2 separate regions of the Sus scrofa genome follow, and region 1 is linked to region 2. Evidence: chromatin contacts called from public promoter capture Hi-C data. All regions are on one chromosome and are shown on one strand. Each heading gives the region's core, a stretch centred on a gene start, on an enhancer-like site or on the middle of the called end of the contact. The rest is flanking DNA. Distances are from core to core; before and after follow the strand shown.

Region 1 (7,728 bases), core at 4,444-6,943, 65 kb before region 2:
AAATTTCTGAGCCTCTGTTTATTCATCTGTAAAATGGAGATTATAAATAAGCGTCTATTTCATGGGGGTGTTCTGAGGATTAAATGCTCTTAGAACCATGTCTAGCACATCATAAGCACTCAGGGAGTATTACCTATTATTACTGTTATTGGAAATTTGTGCAGCAGTTAGGATTTTGCAGGGCCACAAGTAACACAATATTGGTTTGTATTTGTTTCCTATTGCTGCTATAACAACTTATCACAAATTTAGTGAGTAACAATAATGTAAATTTATTATTTCATAATTCTAGAGGTCACAGGTCCAAGATAGATCTCAATGGTCCCACTGTGGTGCAGTGGGTTCAGGATCTAGCATTGCTACAGCTGTGGGTCGGATTTGATCCCTGACCTGGGAACTTCCATATGTCATGGGTACGAGCACTAGAATAGAATAGAAGAGAGTAGAGTAGAGTAGAGTAGAATAGAATAGAATAGAATAATAGAATAAAACCCCAGAGTCCATGTTTTTAACCACCATTAATCCTATATGCAATTTTAATTCCCTTCTGCTGTGCAACATAACATATTCACAGGTTCTTGGAATTAGGATGTGGACATCTTATGCTACTTTGGCCATTATTTTGGCTACCATGTGGACTGACAATAGTTTGAATCTTAAGGATTTATTGTTTATGTAGGAAGTATAAAAGTAGGAGGGTCTAATGTTTATTTAGCAGATTAACTATATCATAAAGAACTTATATTTCTTCTCTACCTAACTGGTTAGCTTTTCATCTTCATATTTGTCACCTCCTGGTCAAAAGGTGATTGTGGGGAGTTCCCGTCGTGGCACAGTGGTTAACGAATCCGACTAGGAACCATGAGGTTGCGGGTTCGGTCCCTGCCCTTGCTCAGTGGGTTAAGGATCCACCGTTGCCGTGAGCTGTGGTGTAGGTTGCAGACGCGGCTCGGATCCCGCGTTGCTGTGGCTCTGGCGTAGGCTGGTGGCTACTGCTCCGATTAGACCCCTAGCCTGGGAATCTGCATATGCTGCGGGAGTGGCCTAAGAAATAGCAAAAAGACCAAAAAAAAAAAAAAAAGGTGATTGTTGCATTTCCAGGCATCAGTAACATGTCCATTTAGGAAAAAGAGGAGGTCTGACCCTTTCTGTTCTGGCCCTTTTGTCAGAAAGCAAAAAATTTTCCCTAGAATCAATCTTGCTCTAATTGGGTCCTATGACCATCTCTAGCTGGAAGAGGAAGCATCTGGCAAAGGATCATGAGATCATTCTGACTGACTTAGACCCTTTATGATACATTAACGGGGCTGGGCACACTGCTTTCCCAAACAAAATCAGAGTTATTTTAGGAAAAGGGAAGTGCAAGTGTGTTGGGAGGAGATGAAGTAGAGAGGGGTAGTTGTTAAACAGGCAAATGACATTGGATATTAGAGTCTTTGAGATTTTTTCCCTTTAATGTTTTCATTTGAGAAGCAATTCAGTATTTCTAGAAGCCTGATAAAGTACTTAGTTGTAGAATTGTATTTTTCTGTACCAAATTAGAGCAAGAAAACTTGAGAACACTGTTTGAAGAAACATTTTAAAAACTTGCACATGTAATTTATTATCATGATAGAAAAGGTAGTCTTTTCTATATGTTTCTTCATCTGATTGAATGTGTAGCTGATGGCTGGAACCAATGAGGTTGTAGTTTAAATGAGGGTAAAAACTATCTCTTTGTGGCACACCTATGATTTCTGTGTCAGTTCTATTAAATTTATGAATACTGTGCTCATTATCAGAAATTTAATTTGTTTCTGGTCTCTATTTAAATTTTCTAAAATAACAGAGGCAATCTATTTCCAAATAATTGCATAAACAAACTGCAATGTTCTGTCAATAACAGTACTGCTACTGAAACTAAAATGTTGGCTGGCAGATGTTGCCATGTTGAGAAGCCCTATGTATTTGCCAGTCACTGTTTGAAAGTTCAGTTGAGATGCATGCTTAGTATATTATTTACTTAATTCAGTAAACATTTATTGTATGCCAGGCACTGTTCTAGGAACTGAGATTTTAGTAGTAAAGAAAAATAAGAAGAGGTTCTGACTTTATGTTCTTTGCAGTTTGGTTAGAATAATCGAAGAAACACAAAGGAAAACTCAAAGGTTTTTGTTTTTTGTTTTTAGTTTTTTTGCTTTTAGGGCCACACCTGTGGCATAGGGAGCTCCCAGGCTAGGGATCTAATCCTAGCTGTAGCCACCTGCCTACGCCAGAGCCACAGCAATGCCAGACTGAGTCCTGTCTGCAACCTACACCACAGCTCACAGCAACACCAGATCCTTAACCCAGTGAGTGAGGCCAGGGATCAAACCCAAGACCTCATGGATACTAGTTGGATTCGTTAACCACTGAGCCATGACGAGAACTCCCTCAAAGTATTTTTTTTTATCTAACAGATTAGCAGTGGTGGGACATTCTCACATGCTAAGTTGATACACTCCTAAAGATAAATTTATCTGTATGTGTAAGATAAAATTAAGATGTCTGTACACTTTGATCTAGGGATTTGACTTTTTGGGAATCTATTGTAATTAAAAAATCAGAAATGCAGACCAAGATTTATAGTCGGTAAGTTTGGTCACAACATTATCTTTTTTTAAAAAACTTTTTAGGGCCATACCTACAGCATATGCAAGTTCCCAGGCTAGGGGTTGAATAGGAGCTGTAGCTGCCAGCCTATGCCACAGCCACACCAGATCTGAGCCATGTCTTAGATCTACACCACAGCTTGTGACAACACTGGATCCCCAACCCACTGAGCAAGGCAAGGGATTGAACCGAGTCCTCATGGATACTATTTGGGTTCATTACTGCTGAGCCACAGTGGGAATGCCTACATTATAAGTGAAAAGTTAGAAATAAATATTCACCAAAGGGAAAAATGGTTAAATAATTTATAGCACATCCATGAACCTATTGTAAATCTATTTAAATGATTTTTTTTAAGAATTATGAAGCATTTGTACTCATATTATACTGTTAAAAAAGTAAAAATTGGAGTTCCCAATTCATGGTTCAGTGGTAACAAACCCAGCTAATATCCATGAGGTTGTGGGTTCAATCCCTGGCCTCGCTCAGTGGGTTTAGGATCTTGCGTTGTTGTGAGCAGTGATGTAGGTCACAGACATGGCTCAGATTCCAAGTTGCTGTGGCTGAGGCTGTGGCATAGGCTGGCAGCTACAGCTCTAATTTGACCCTTAGCTTGGGAACTTCCACATGCCATGGGTACAGCCCTAAAAAAAAATAAAATAAAAATAAAAATAAAATAAAACAAAAAGGTATAAATTGTGATTAAAGAGAGTTCCTGTTTTGGCTCACTGGGTTATGAACCTGACTAGTATGCATGTTAGGATAGGTTAATTTCTTTTAGATTTAAACAAAGCACCCCCTAATTCACTGAATTTTTTTGAAGTCTGTAACTTTGGGAGAGAGGAATCTTCCATGCCTATAAAAAAAATCCAGGCTTTCTAGTAGAGCAAAGAAGACACCCAGAATATTCACAGGATTTATCTCTGGGAAATGAAAATACGGGAGACACCCCACTCCCTGCTTTTCTGTATTTTATGGTTTTCAGTAAAGAGGAGGTATTATTCTTATAGTGAAAAGGTTTACTTTAACAAATTTATGTCATGAGCTCAAAAAACTTTCTACTGCAGATTTGTAAAATAACACCAACAAATTAAAGCACGAGGTTCCTTTGACTATGTTAAGTCCCCCCCAAAAAAAAAATTTATTGCTGATTTGCATGGTTATGGGTCACTTTTTGATTTTCCACGGTTTTCTTTTTTTATAATGGGCATCTTTTTTAAAATTAGAAAAAATGGTTTTTTTTTTTTTTTTTTTTTTTTTTTTGTCTTTTTAGAGCCACACCCAAGGCACACAGAAGTTCCTAGGCCAGGGGTTGAATTGGAGCAGGAGTTGCCAGCCCACACCCCAGCCACAGTAATGCCAAACCCGAGCTTCGTCTGCAACCTACACCACAGCTCATGGCAACACCTGATCCTCAACCCACTCAGCCAGGCTAGGGATCAAATCCATGTCCCTATGAACATTAGTCAGGTTCTTAACCTGCCGAGCCACAACGGGAACTCCAAAAAATGTATTCTTTTAAAAAGGCATGAGTTCCTGTTGTGGCTTGGTGGCTTAAGAACCCAACATAGTATCCATGATGATGTGCATTCAATTCCTGGCCTTGTTCATTGGGTTGAGGATCCTGTGTTGCCACAATCTGCAGCATAGGTCGCAGAAGCAGCTCAGATCTGGCATTGCTGTGGCATAGGTATTGTGTACTCTGACATAGCTGCAGCTCCAATTCAACCCCTAGCCTGGAAACTTCCATATGCCGCAGGTTTGGGGTTAAAAAGGTGGGGTGCATATATTCTTTGGGAAACCTTAAGCAACATATATATATGTCCCCTTGGAAGTTTCATGCACTTCTTTAAAAATATAGCCTAAGTGGAGTTCCTGCTGTGGTGTAATGGAATCAGTGGTGTCTTGGAAGCACTGGGATGCAGGTTCCATTCCAGGCCTGAAACAGTGGGTTAAGGGTTCAGCACTGCTGCAACTGCATCTTAGGTCACAACTGTGGGGCAGCAAAAAAAATGTAGATAAATAGATAGGTAGATAGCCTAAGATAGTTTTGGCTCTTTTAAGAATATGATTCTGTTGTTAAGTATATGTACAATATGAAAAGAAAATATTCACCTACTATTTTAAAACAAATTCAATTTAGAGGTTTAAAATTAATCAGAGGATCACTTATTTTTAATTGTGGGTAAGTTAGAATAATTGCTTGACTTTGTACCTAGGAAATGCTGGTTGCTTATGTACATCAAGTAAAACATTAACTTTATTTTTTGCAGCAACAAGAAGGAAAGCAGGCTATCAGAAATTTTGAGAACTTGCAGAAGTGCTTACAAGGAAAATGAAGCTCCCTATTTTCATAGCAGATGCATTCACAGCAAAAGCATTTCGTGGGAATCCTGCTGCTGTTTGCCTCCTAGAAAATGTAAGTAGTATTTGAAGTGCAGTGCCTGAAATTCTAGATTTCTGTAGAACCAAGTATTTCTTAAAAAAAAAAAAAAATTCACCTGGTTTGTTTATCTCTTTGATTGTGTTCTTTGTCAGATGATATCAGCAATGTGCATGTCTGCAAGTTAATTTTGACCAGATTATATTATGAGACTGCTTACACCTAAATGCTTAGATCTAGAGAAATGAAGATTCACGTAAAGAAGAATTAGATCCAATTTTAAAAAAAGTCAAAGTCCCTTCTAGTCATTGTGTTTTCATTTAGTTAGCACCAAATGTGGAGCAGAATGAAATTGGATGAGTTTCATGTGACTGGACATGGCTGATACTGTATTTTTCATAAAAGATTCTAGCTGGATATTTTTAACCTTACCTGTGGTTCAGACAATTAGAAATTATTCTCAAAGTCAAGAAAACATTTTGCAATGAAGTGATTTAATAGAAAGATAGAAGGAATTAAACTCTAACCTAGGGAGAATTCAGTTTACTGCAAGTCTCATTTTTAAAATGGCCCTTTGATTAGGTAAATATTAACAGAATAGTTAATTATTCCTTGACCTTAGCTGCTTTGTGTTATTACCTGGGTGTTGGGAAACAAGTCAAGGTACCCTTCCACTCAGAGCAGTTAGTACAAGGGTAGATTATCTGAGAATTCCTTTAGAAACAAGAGTGAGCAATTGAAGATCCTAAATAAGTCTTACTAAGTTAGGGCTTTCGAGTGCAGTGACTGTCAAGCTGGCTGCACATTAAAATTACTCGAGATGCTTTAAAAATTCCTGTACCCAGGCTGCATCCTGGTGAATCACAACAGGATCTCTGGAGATGGGTTTGTTTTCTAAAGCTCCACTGTTTTAAAATTGTATTTTTTTCTTTTTACAGCCATACCTGCAGCACATGGAAGTTCCTGGGCTTGGGGTCCTGCATCTGTGCTCTACACCACGGCTTGTGGCAATGCTGGATCCTTAACCCACTGTGTGAGGCTGACAGGGTTCAAACTGACAGTATGTCGGATTCTTAACCCCCTGAGCCACAACGGGAACTCCAAAGCTCCACTGTTTTTTAAAGCAGCACTGTTTTTTTAAAGCTCCGCTAGTGATTCTAGGGTGAACCAAGATCGAGACTGGCTGAAGTTGAGCTGAGACAGGTGAATATTGTTAATGGAGTCCTTGGTATACTTATTTGGTTCCTCAGCTGGAGCAGCAAAATGGTCCAGGGTCAAGGGTCCGTATCTTACCTTCATGACGCATTCATTATGCAGCCTTGCAGCTGGCATTTTCCAACTACAAAATGCAGAAAGTAATAAAGGTAATAGGCTTTAACAAGTAACACCAGAGCTTGGCAGTGTTAGTGAGATAATAATTAACAGCCAAATTCTAAGTCGTGAACTTTCTTTAGAAACAATATGACAGGAGTTCCCATTAAGAACTGACATAGCATACGTGAGGATTCGGGTTCAATCCCAGCCCTTGCTCAATGGGTTAAGGATCTGGCATTGTGGCAAGATGTGGCATATTGAAGATGTGGCTGGCATCTGGTGTAGCTGTGGCAGTGGCGTAGGCCAGCAGCTGACTTCTATTCACCTCCTAGCCTGGAAACTTCCATATGCCACAGGTTCAGCCCTAAAAAGAAAATAAAGTGAAAAAAAGAAACAATATGGCAAACATAACTTCATGTTAAGGACTTGTGGAGTAGACCAAACTTACTCGTCAAGAGTCTGTATATTTGCCCCATGTCCCCATGAAATGCTCTTGAAGAATTTTGAAAAAAGTTTTGAGTGATTTATGTACTCAGTTTTCACCAGATGACAAGAATTAGTTTTATTCCTCAATTTGACTCTTATTTTTTTGTCTTTTTAGGGCCGTACCCACAACATATGGAAGTTCCCAGGCTAGGGGTTGAATCGGAGCTGTAGCCGCTGGCCTACACCACAGCCACAGCAGCACTGATCTGAGACACATCTGCAGCCTACACCACAGTTCATGACAATGCCAGATCCTTAACCTACTGAGCATGGCCAGGGATCGACCCTGCATCCTCGTGGATACTAGTCAGATGAGCCATGATGGGAGTGCCCCTCAATTTACTCCATTTTACCTCCAGCTCATTCACTGAACTCCAGACTTAGGATCTTAGGAGCTTTCTCTCTCTCTCCATTAAACTATATTTTGCATGTTATTTATATATTTGGAAAAGCTAGGAAATAAAATGTTAAACAAAAGGCTTTAATGCTGTTTAAAGAAATATGCTTTAGTACAAATGGAAAAAAGAATAAAGGAGATTAGTCTGCGATCCAGGGACCCTCTCTAAAGAGTCTCTCATTTCACTTCTTCTGTGCCTTGGACCTGTGAGACCAGATTAGTTTGATGGCCTGTCAGGGACAACTGAATAGATATCTAGAAGCTAGTTTTGCTAGTTTTCTATTCTGTAGACATGAGAATCCTGCTCTCCTGGGGGCCAATTTAGCACTTTCTTCAATGCATAATTAATAGAAATTAAAATGGACATAGAAACTGTTGTTTCTACCCTTGGATTCTTTTACTCATGGCTGGAGACAGTGGACACCTGAAACCCCTAGAGAGAACACAGGGAAACTCAGGACAATATCAGAGACAGGTAATTGTTAAACCTCACAAAGCTGACCACAACTCAGTAGGT
Region 2 (7,553 bases), core at 3,049-5,548:
TGGTTGTGGTGTAGGCCAGCAGCTGTAGCTCTGATGCTACCCCTATATGCTGCAAGTGTGGCCCTAAAAAGAAAAAACAAAAATAAAATAAAGAGTGACTTTTGGGAGTCCCCATTGTGGCTCAGTGATTAATGAATCTGACTAGGAACCATGAGGTTGCAGGTTTGATCTGGCCTTGCTCAGTGGGTTAAGGATCCGGCGTTGCAGTGAGCTGTGGTGTAGGTTGCAGACGTGGCTTGGATCTGGTGTTGCTGTGGCTGTGGTGTAGGCTAGCGGCTATAGCTCTGATTAGATCTGTAGCCTGGGAGCCTCCATATGCCTTGGGTTTGGCCCTAAAAAGACAAAAGACACACACACACAAAAAGGAAAAAATACCCACAATTCAATTCATGTTGTTCCAGCCTCAACACCCTGAACCCTGCTCGTCCCCTCAAAAAGAGTGACTTTCTTAGGAACCAGGCAGAATCCTTTACGAGTACAATCTCATTTAATGCTCACTACTGCCCCGAGAGGTATTATGATAGCACTTTGCAGATAGAGAAATCAGAGAAGTGATACTCCTAAGAGCACAGAGCTAGTTGAAAGGAGATCCAGGATTCAAAACTGCTATCAAGGAGGATGCTTAGAGGAGGGTAAGATGCACCATGGAGAAGAGTGAAGGCAGAGTCCAAACCATGCAAGTCATTCTGGCTCCTGGTGACTAGAAACTAAGACTGCCAAGCTGGAATTCTAGAGCAGTGAGTCAAGTGACTGGGGGTTGGGAGCCTGCACTTTCTGAAGGTGAATGGTCACTTCTGGGGCCTAGGACAATGTCCCCATCTCTTTCATATTTCTCTTGGCCCCATTCTGAGTCTCTGCCCCTTCTTAATTTCTGCCCTCCGTTGGGTTTTCTCTTCCCTGAACTTTTGAGGGGCAGGGGCCAGAGATGCAAGACTTAGCTCCCTCTTCCTTTCTCTAAACTTTTATATGCTTTTGCAGGTTTTTTCTTGACTGGTAACTACATAGCATGTTTCAAAGTTACAAGAACTTTTAAGACTGCCCTTCTGGCCTTTAATGAAGTATAAGTGGAACTCACCTTCATCTTTCCTTGGTCTTTTGCTGGCTTACCTCTGAGTCTCTCAGGGACTGAGAGGCCTCCAATTGCCACTTGCTCCAGAGGGAAGCCCTTTCCTCATTTTCCATATTTTTCTTGCGCATTCAGAATGAACAAGTGTTTTCCTCTCTTTCTTATAATTATGTGTGTGTGTGTGTTTTATGGCTGCACCCATGGCATATGAAGTTCCTGGGCCAGGGATTGAATCTGAGCTGCAGTTGGGACCTATGTTGCAGCTGTGGTAATGCCAGATCCTTAACCCACTGTGCAGGGCCTGGGATCTAATCTACACCTCTGCAGTGACTTGAACTGCTGCGGTTGGATTCTTAATCCACCATTCCACAGAGGGAACTCCTAACTGTGTGTCTTTGGACAGTATTTATTTAAAAAATTAAAAATGGTTTTGGATAATAAAAGAATGTTTACCCTTTTACCTATTCTATCTGTCCTATGTAATAATTTCCAGCCATTGATCTTTTATCTCTAATGTTTCTCCTGGTTTTCTACTACAGGTGTAAGATGTTTCTATTTTCCCCTCTCTCATGATTCTATCTGCCAGTTTTGATTTCTGGCCAACCCTAGACATACAGTAACTGCCAGTTCATCTGGTAGGTTCATGTTCTCAGTATAGAAATATGGTGGAAATTAGTCTGACATGTATGTTCTTTTGGCTCAAATGGCTATAAATATGTTTTCTGATAAGAAAGAATCAATTCTGCATTCAAAATATGGATTCAGTGTGTGCTTTTTAAAAAGTAAAGAAATATAAATTATTCATATGGGTTATCCACTAGGAATGCATTCATTCTCATCTGTATCTATCATTTATATAACATTTTTGCAGCCCCTTAGCCTGGGTTGTTTATTATCTGTTATTTTCTAGGTACTGTGCTAGGCACCAGGGTGATAAAATAAATCACATTATCCTTTATCCTTTCTAATTTTATTTCCAAAAATTTCACTAGTGATTGGTGGATCTCAGGGCCCCATTTTGTAAGTTGTATTAAGTGACCTCAATTTTAAAACCTCTAAAATTAGATGATACAGGAGATTTGACTTCTTAATTCAGTCATTAAATTGCTCAGCACCTTTGAACATAATGTTTAGTCTCTGGATCTCAGTCTCATCCTCTGCAAAATTAATGGAAGGTATTAGAGCAGGTTTAGAAGTGGATATTTCAAGAAACTTTGTTAATAGGCTTTTCTGGGGAAAAATAAAAGGTTCTATGTTCAAGGAGGTCTAGGAAACTCTGGAGTCAGATGGTTTCTTTATGCCAAGACTTCTCAGAAACCTTACCAATTTTGCTTCATGACTCTCTAAACAGAAGAAAACAAATGTGTTTCCCAAATATACTGGACAGTAGAATAATCTTCTCCCAGAAGCACCTTTGTAGTACTAATAAATTATCCTTCAGAATGCATCTGGGAAGTGAATTACTAAATACCTTCTAAGGCCTTTTTACTGCAGAAATACTTTCTATCCTTGGATCAATTTCATGTCACAGATAGCTGCTAGCGTATGTTCTAATATAACCACGCTGTGTGCATACTGCTGGGTTTCCTTTTTCTCTTCAAGTTGTGTTTGCTGTTCTCTTGGTGCACAGGCTATAATCTCACCAACTGTGAATACACGGCCTGCAAAATCCTGCATCTCATTAGCACTTTGGTCAAAAGTGTCCAGAACAGTATGTTTTGTAGGGAAACATTCCAAAGAGTAGCACAGAAAAGGCTTGTTGGGGGAAAGGGAAAAGATAAATGAACAGGAGAAATAATAGCATTGGTAGACCCGATTTCCATGAAAACTCAAAAAAAAGTATTTGACATTCTGATGACTAAACATAGTCATCAAACATCCTCCTGTCACAGGACTGCTGTTCCTGACCAAGACTGTTAAGAATCAGAGTAATAGAGCTGAGTGGCTCCATGCAAAATTCTGTGTTCAACATCTGTCATGCTGGAGATCATTAATGTTCAATTGCATTCTATTGTCTTCATGTTACTCAACTTCATTTCATTGTCATTGCTTCAGCTGGGGATTAATCAACTATTTATGGGAAGACAGGACTTGGAGTCAGGGCAGTCACAATAGGGTTTTGGTCTAAAGCAATGGCAAGGGAAGCAAGACACAGTTAAAAGGAATCTTAAAAAAGAATACAAATGAACTTATTTGCAGAAGAGAAAAAGAATCACAGACTAGAAAATTTATGATTACCAAAGGGGACAGGTGTTGGGGACGGAGGGGTGGACTAGGGGTTTGGGATGGAAATGTTCTAAATTTGGGTTGTGATGATGGTTGTACAGTTATAAATTTAATAAAATTCATTGATTATTAAAAAACTGATTTGTGGGAGCTTGTTGATAATTTAATTATACAAAAATATTTGGGAATAATGCCAACATAATCCATATTTCAAGAGGGGAAAGAACATACTTGGTCTTCCCAAAGAATTCAGAAATGATTCTGGCTTGAATCTATTTGAGCTGGTTTCCTTGCTACTTTACTCTTCTAAAGAAGTAGAAAGAGGCTGAGATAAGAGAATCAACTTAATGGCTTATCTATATATAAATCATTTCACTATCAATAGTGGAAATCATGCTTCAGTATTATTCCTAAGGACAGTTGACACAAGTTCCAAGTAGTATGAAATATTTATAGCTTTATGAGGTGGGGAAAAAAAAATCTTCCATTAGGAATTATTTTTTAAAACCTCACAAATCACTTAGATGCTTCACTTTCACACATATATTTGCATTATAATTAGTTTTATTAGATGTAAAAGTCAAATTAAATAATTGATTATCATCTCAATCTGTGTCCTGAAAACATTTATAAATATGCGTCCGGAGAAATGGGGCATAGATTCTGAATCTACCGAAGTATACAAACTCATGCAATCTAATATATTGTATAATATACATTTTTACATAACATTAATATCTTTTTTATTTTAACCATTTTAATTGAAGTATAGTTAATTTAAAAAGTTGTATTAGTTTCAGTTGTATAGCAGAGTGATTCAGTTATGCATACTTACATTTATATTTTTTTCAGATTCTTTTCCATTATAGGTTATTACAAGATATTGAATATAGTTCCCTGTGCTATATAGTAGGTTCTTGTCCATCTATTTTATATATAGTAGTGCATATATGTTAACCCCAAACTCCTAATTTGGCCCCCTCCCCACCCCTTTGGTAACTGTAAGTTTGCTTTCTACATTTGTGAGTACATTAATATCTTTTGATATGCTATAATATTCTGCAGAAAACAGCCAAATTATTTGCACAGTAAAATCTTAGGTCTGAAATAATACTAGGATCTGCTAATTTGTCCCAACTTAATAGCTAAAATCAAATGCATGTATTCAGTCGGCCTTATGCAAAATTGTCACATCTTGAAAAGCGAATCTTGTACCACTAAGCTTCTACATATCTTAATCTAAAACCAACATATTGACACAAGTGATTTCTAATAATTTTAAAACTTTGGTTCAGTTTTTGATATGTATGCTGCCTGCTGATATGGGAAAAGAAAGACCAAGCCCTTCCCCACCCCCACCTTGTTATTCTCTTGGGGACAGCCAGACCACTCCAGATGGTGTGTTAGTGTAGGACATAGCTTTGGAGAAACTTCCAACAGACGAAGGCTGTAATGTCAGGATTTTGCTGTGCGTCGTCCCCCTTTCCCCCCCTGCAGTTCCCAGGGTAGGAAGGTGCTGAGATGGAAGCCGAGGGACGCCCGCCCACCTGCCACCACCTGTTCCCTCCTTCAGCCTTCTGCTATAAATTCTCCTTCAAAGATTCACCCGGCACTTTTCCGACAACTACTGCGGAAGAGGCGCTCCTTTCCTATCTAAGCTTCGGGAAAGATTTCGTCTTCCGGAAAAGAAGTCTTGGGCTTTCCCGGAGGACTTGAGAGACCTTCCGCGAATCAGCCACACCAATTCTGCTGCAAGAAGGTTCCCTTCTCACATCAGTTTCATGTTGGGAAAATGACTTCTCTTCAGCATCCCAATTTCCCCTAAATTTTGGCAAGTGAAGACATCAGTCTGGCTATCCAGTAGGACAAAGGGCGGAGCCCCGCACTCCCCACTGCAGACTTAGATTCCACGCGGGCTGCTTTTTGCATGACTTATTTGTTAAGAGGAACCAAGTTGCGGAGCGACTGCATACACCAACCCACACGCAGGTCCTGAGCTGACAAGTGAGATCTGCGCCTCCCTCCTTCCGGCGGGGAATGAAGTCGTGCAAACCCTGCAATCCCCCGGCGGCGGCGGGAGCGCGTGCCGCGCCCCCGTGCACGGGTGGCGCAGCCGAATGCGCGGGCACGTGCGCAGGGGCTGGGCGGCTGGAGAGTGCGGCGCGCAGGCGCCTAGCGGCCAACGCGCGCGAGCGCCGCCGCATGCAGGGTCTCAACACGGCCTTCGACCGCCTGCGCAGGGTGGTACCCCAGTGGGGCCAGGATAAAAAGCTGTCCAAGTACGAGACCCTGCAGATGGCGCTGAGCTACATCATGGCTCTGACCCGCATCCTGGCTGAGGCCGAGCGATTCGGCTCGGAGCGGGACTGGGTCAATCTCCATTGTGAGCACTTCGGTCGAGACCACTACCTTCCGTTCGCGGGCGCGAAGCTGCCAGGCGAGAGCGAGCCGTACGGCCAAAGGCTCTTCGGCTTCCAGCCCGAGTCCTTCCAGATGGCCAGTTAGGGCGCAGCCTCGCGGGAATGGGACTCTCAATGACTGCGCTCCGGAGATACAGCCTTTTCCCCCAAGAAGCCGCTCGGGCCTTCGGTGGGGCGTAGGATGTATTCTTAGAACAAAATTAGCAAACTTCCAGGTTACTTTCATTTGCATCCTCGGTCTAATGGACGCGATGCCTTTTTTCCCTCCTTAGTATGTTGTAGATTTCATTAATGGAATAGTTTTGATTGTTGAGACTAATGCCCCTCCCCCCTTTCCTGGACTACTTTGAGGGAAAACAATCTAAAAAAAGAAGGATTAGATTATACTGCAGGTTTAGTCCTCAGCGAAATAATCACTTTTAGATTTTGTAAATTTGTCCTCTTAGGGTGAAGTTACAATATCTATTACTTGTGTTTGCTTAATGCAGAGCTGCCTTCCTGTCTTGTAAGAGCAGTATGCTTAGTGTATTGTGTGTGTGTGTGTGCATGAAGTAGTCAGACGTTTTTCTTACTTTTCTTCGTAGAGTACATGGGCGTAAGTGCTCAGTATTTTTTAAAAACTGTATATCCATTATTAAAGTAGATTTTGTAAAATATAATTAAAAACGTGGGTTTCTTTTTCATGCCAAGTTTCCTGATTTCACTAAGGGCCTGTTTGGGGGGTGATAACATTGAGTGCTTCCCTGAGTAAAGATGCGGAGTGTTTAAATCTAATCCCACCGGTTGGCAAAAGTGCTGTTTTTGAATACTTCATCAAAAAACGACAAGCTGATGAGAGTGGAAGTAATTAGCTTGGAAGTTTTTCCCATCAACTTGGAAATATAGATATATTTTTCATAGTTTTTCAAAAAGATTAATTTAATTGAAATAATATTTAGCTTTAAAGCAACTAGATATATAGTTCCTCAATATTTTATTTTCCATATTAAGCCAACTACTAACTACTAATTCCTTACAGGTATGCCCATATGTATATTTGTTCATATATATGTGGCTTTTGAAAGTGATTTTCTCTTAATCAGTACAAGTTGAACAAGAAGGGCTTTACTACCATCCAGGCTCATCTTTAACAGAGCAATATAATACACATGGTATTGGTTTGAATTACTTTTATAAATTTGCTTAATCATTGGATGAATAACCAAGCTCTTAAGGTAAAGGGTGACTTGGTGGTCAACAGCCCTGTGTGCGTTTGGGAGAATACCTTGCTAGTAATTAGAAAAAGCAGGCCTCTTAAATTATCTGTGTATTTGGAACTTGTCACAAGTCAACAAAAACAATAATAACATTTCCCAAACTCTTTTCATATAAGTTCAACACCTAACATCAGGCACAGTCATCTATTTGCAATTTACCTACAGAGTCTTCATTAAAATTTTTGCTTTTGTAGTTATATCTGATTATCAAAATCCTTTTGGTTTGTAATGAGTGAAAGTATCTTCCCCAGCTCATAAACTAAAACTTATAAAATCACAAGTGTATCTTTAGAAATCTGTTGAGAGGCTGATGCTGAATTTCCCGTTCCTTCTGATTTCAGTTAATAAGAAATTGCGGTGGGCTCAGGACTTCGCTTCCTTAGTCCAAATTAGAGAATAAAATGTTTAACCTCTTGACTTCAACAGCTCTTAGAAGAAACTGTAGTCCCAGAAGACAACATAGCTCTAGGGATGAGGATATCTAGACCTCTTTCTGGTCACACTTGACTCTGCAGTGTGAACTTAGGCTATAACAAGGCTCAGGGCATCTGCCTTACTCACTGTTTAAGGACAGTTGTCTACTTA

Evidence for each region. Promoter capture Hi-C pulls out the DNA fragments that hold promoters and counts their contacts.
Region 1: a promoter capture Hi-C map of fetal liver shows a contact between it and region 2, with 2.8 times the contacts expected there. The contact joins the enhancer-like site here to the promoter of ATOH7 in region 2. A contact is called at or near these places in 1 of 5 promoter capture datasets (fetal liver), 15 of 47 Hi-C or Micro-C datasets (adipose tissue, blood, embryonic fibroblasts and 8 more) and 1 of 2 datasets of contacts at active chromatin or transcription factors (skeletal muscle).

The regions. Positions count from the first base shown.
Region 1 is chr14:71,465,921-71,473,648 of Sscrofa11.1, reverse strand. It overlaps PBLD (phenazine biosynthesis-like domain-containing protein), which reads left to right. Exons shown (of 10, transcript XM_021073523.1): 2 at 4,905-5,050. The coding sequence starts at 4,967. Among named protein-coding and RNA genes, the nearest start is that of HNRNPH3, 17 kb to the left of the region's middle. Within about 2 kb of position 5,693, at least 11 of the 83 cell types and tissues checked have an H3K27ac peak or open chromatin away from gene starts, as enhancers often do. A contact at or near this core is called in fetal liver and liver, where this site is marked.
Region 2 is chr14:71,399,224-71,406,776 of Sscrofa11.1, reverse strand. It overlaps ATOH7 (protein atonal homolog 7), which reads left to right and starts at 4,298. Exons shown (of 1, transcript XM_005671039.3): 1 at 4,298-7,553. The coding sequence starts at 5,330. The coding sequence ends at 5,797.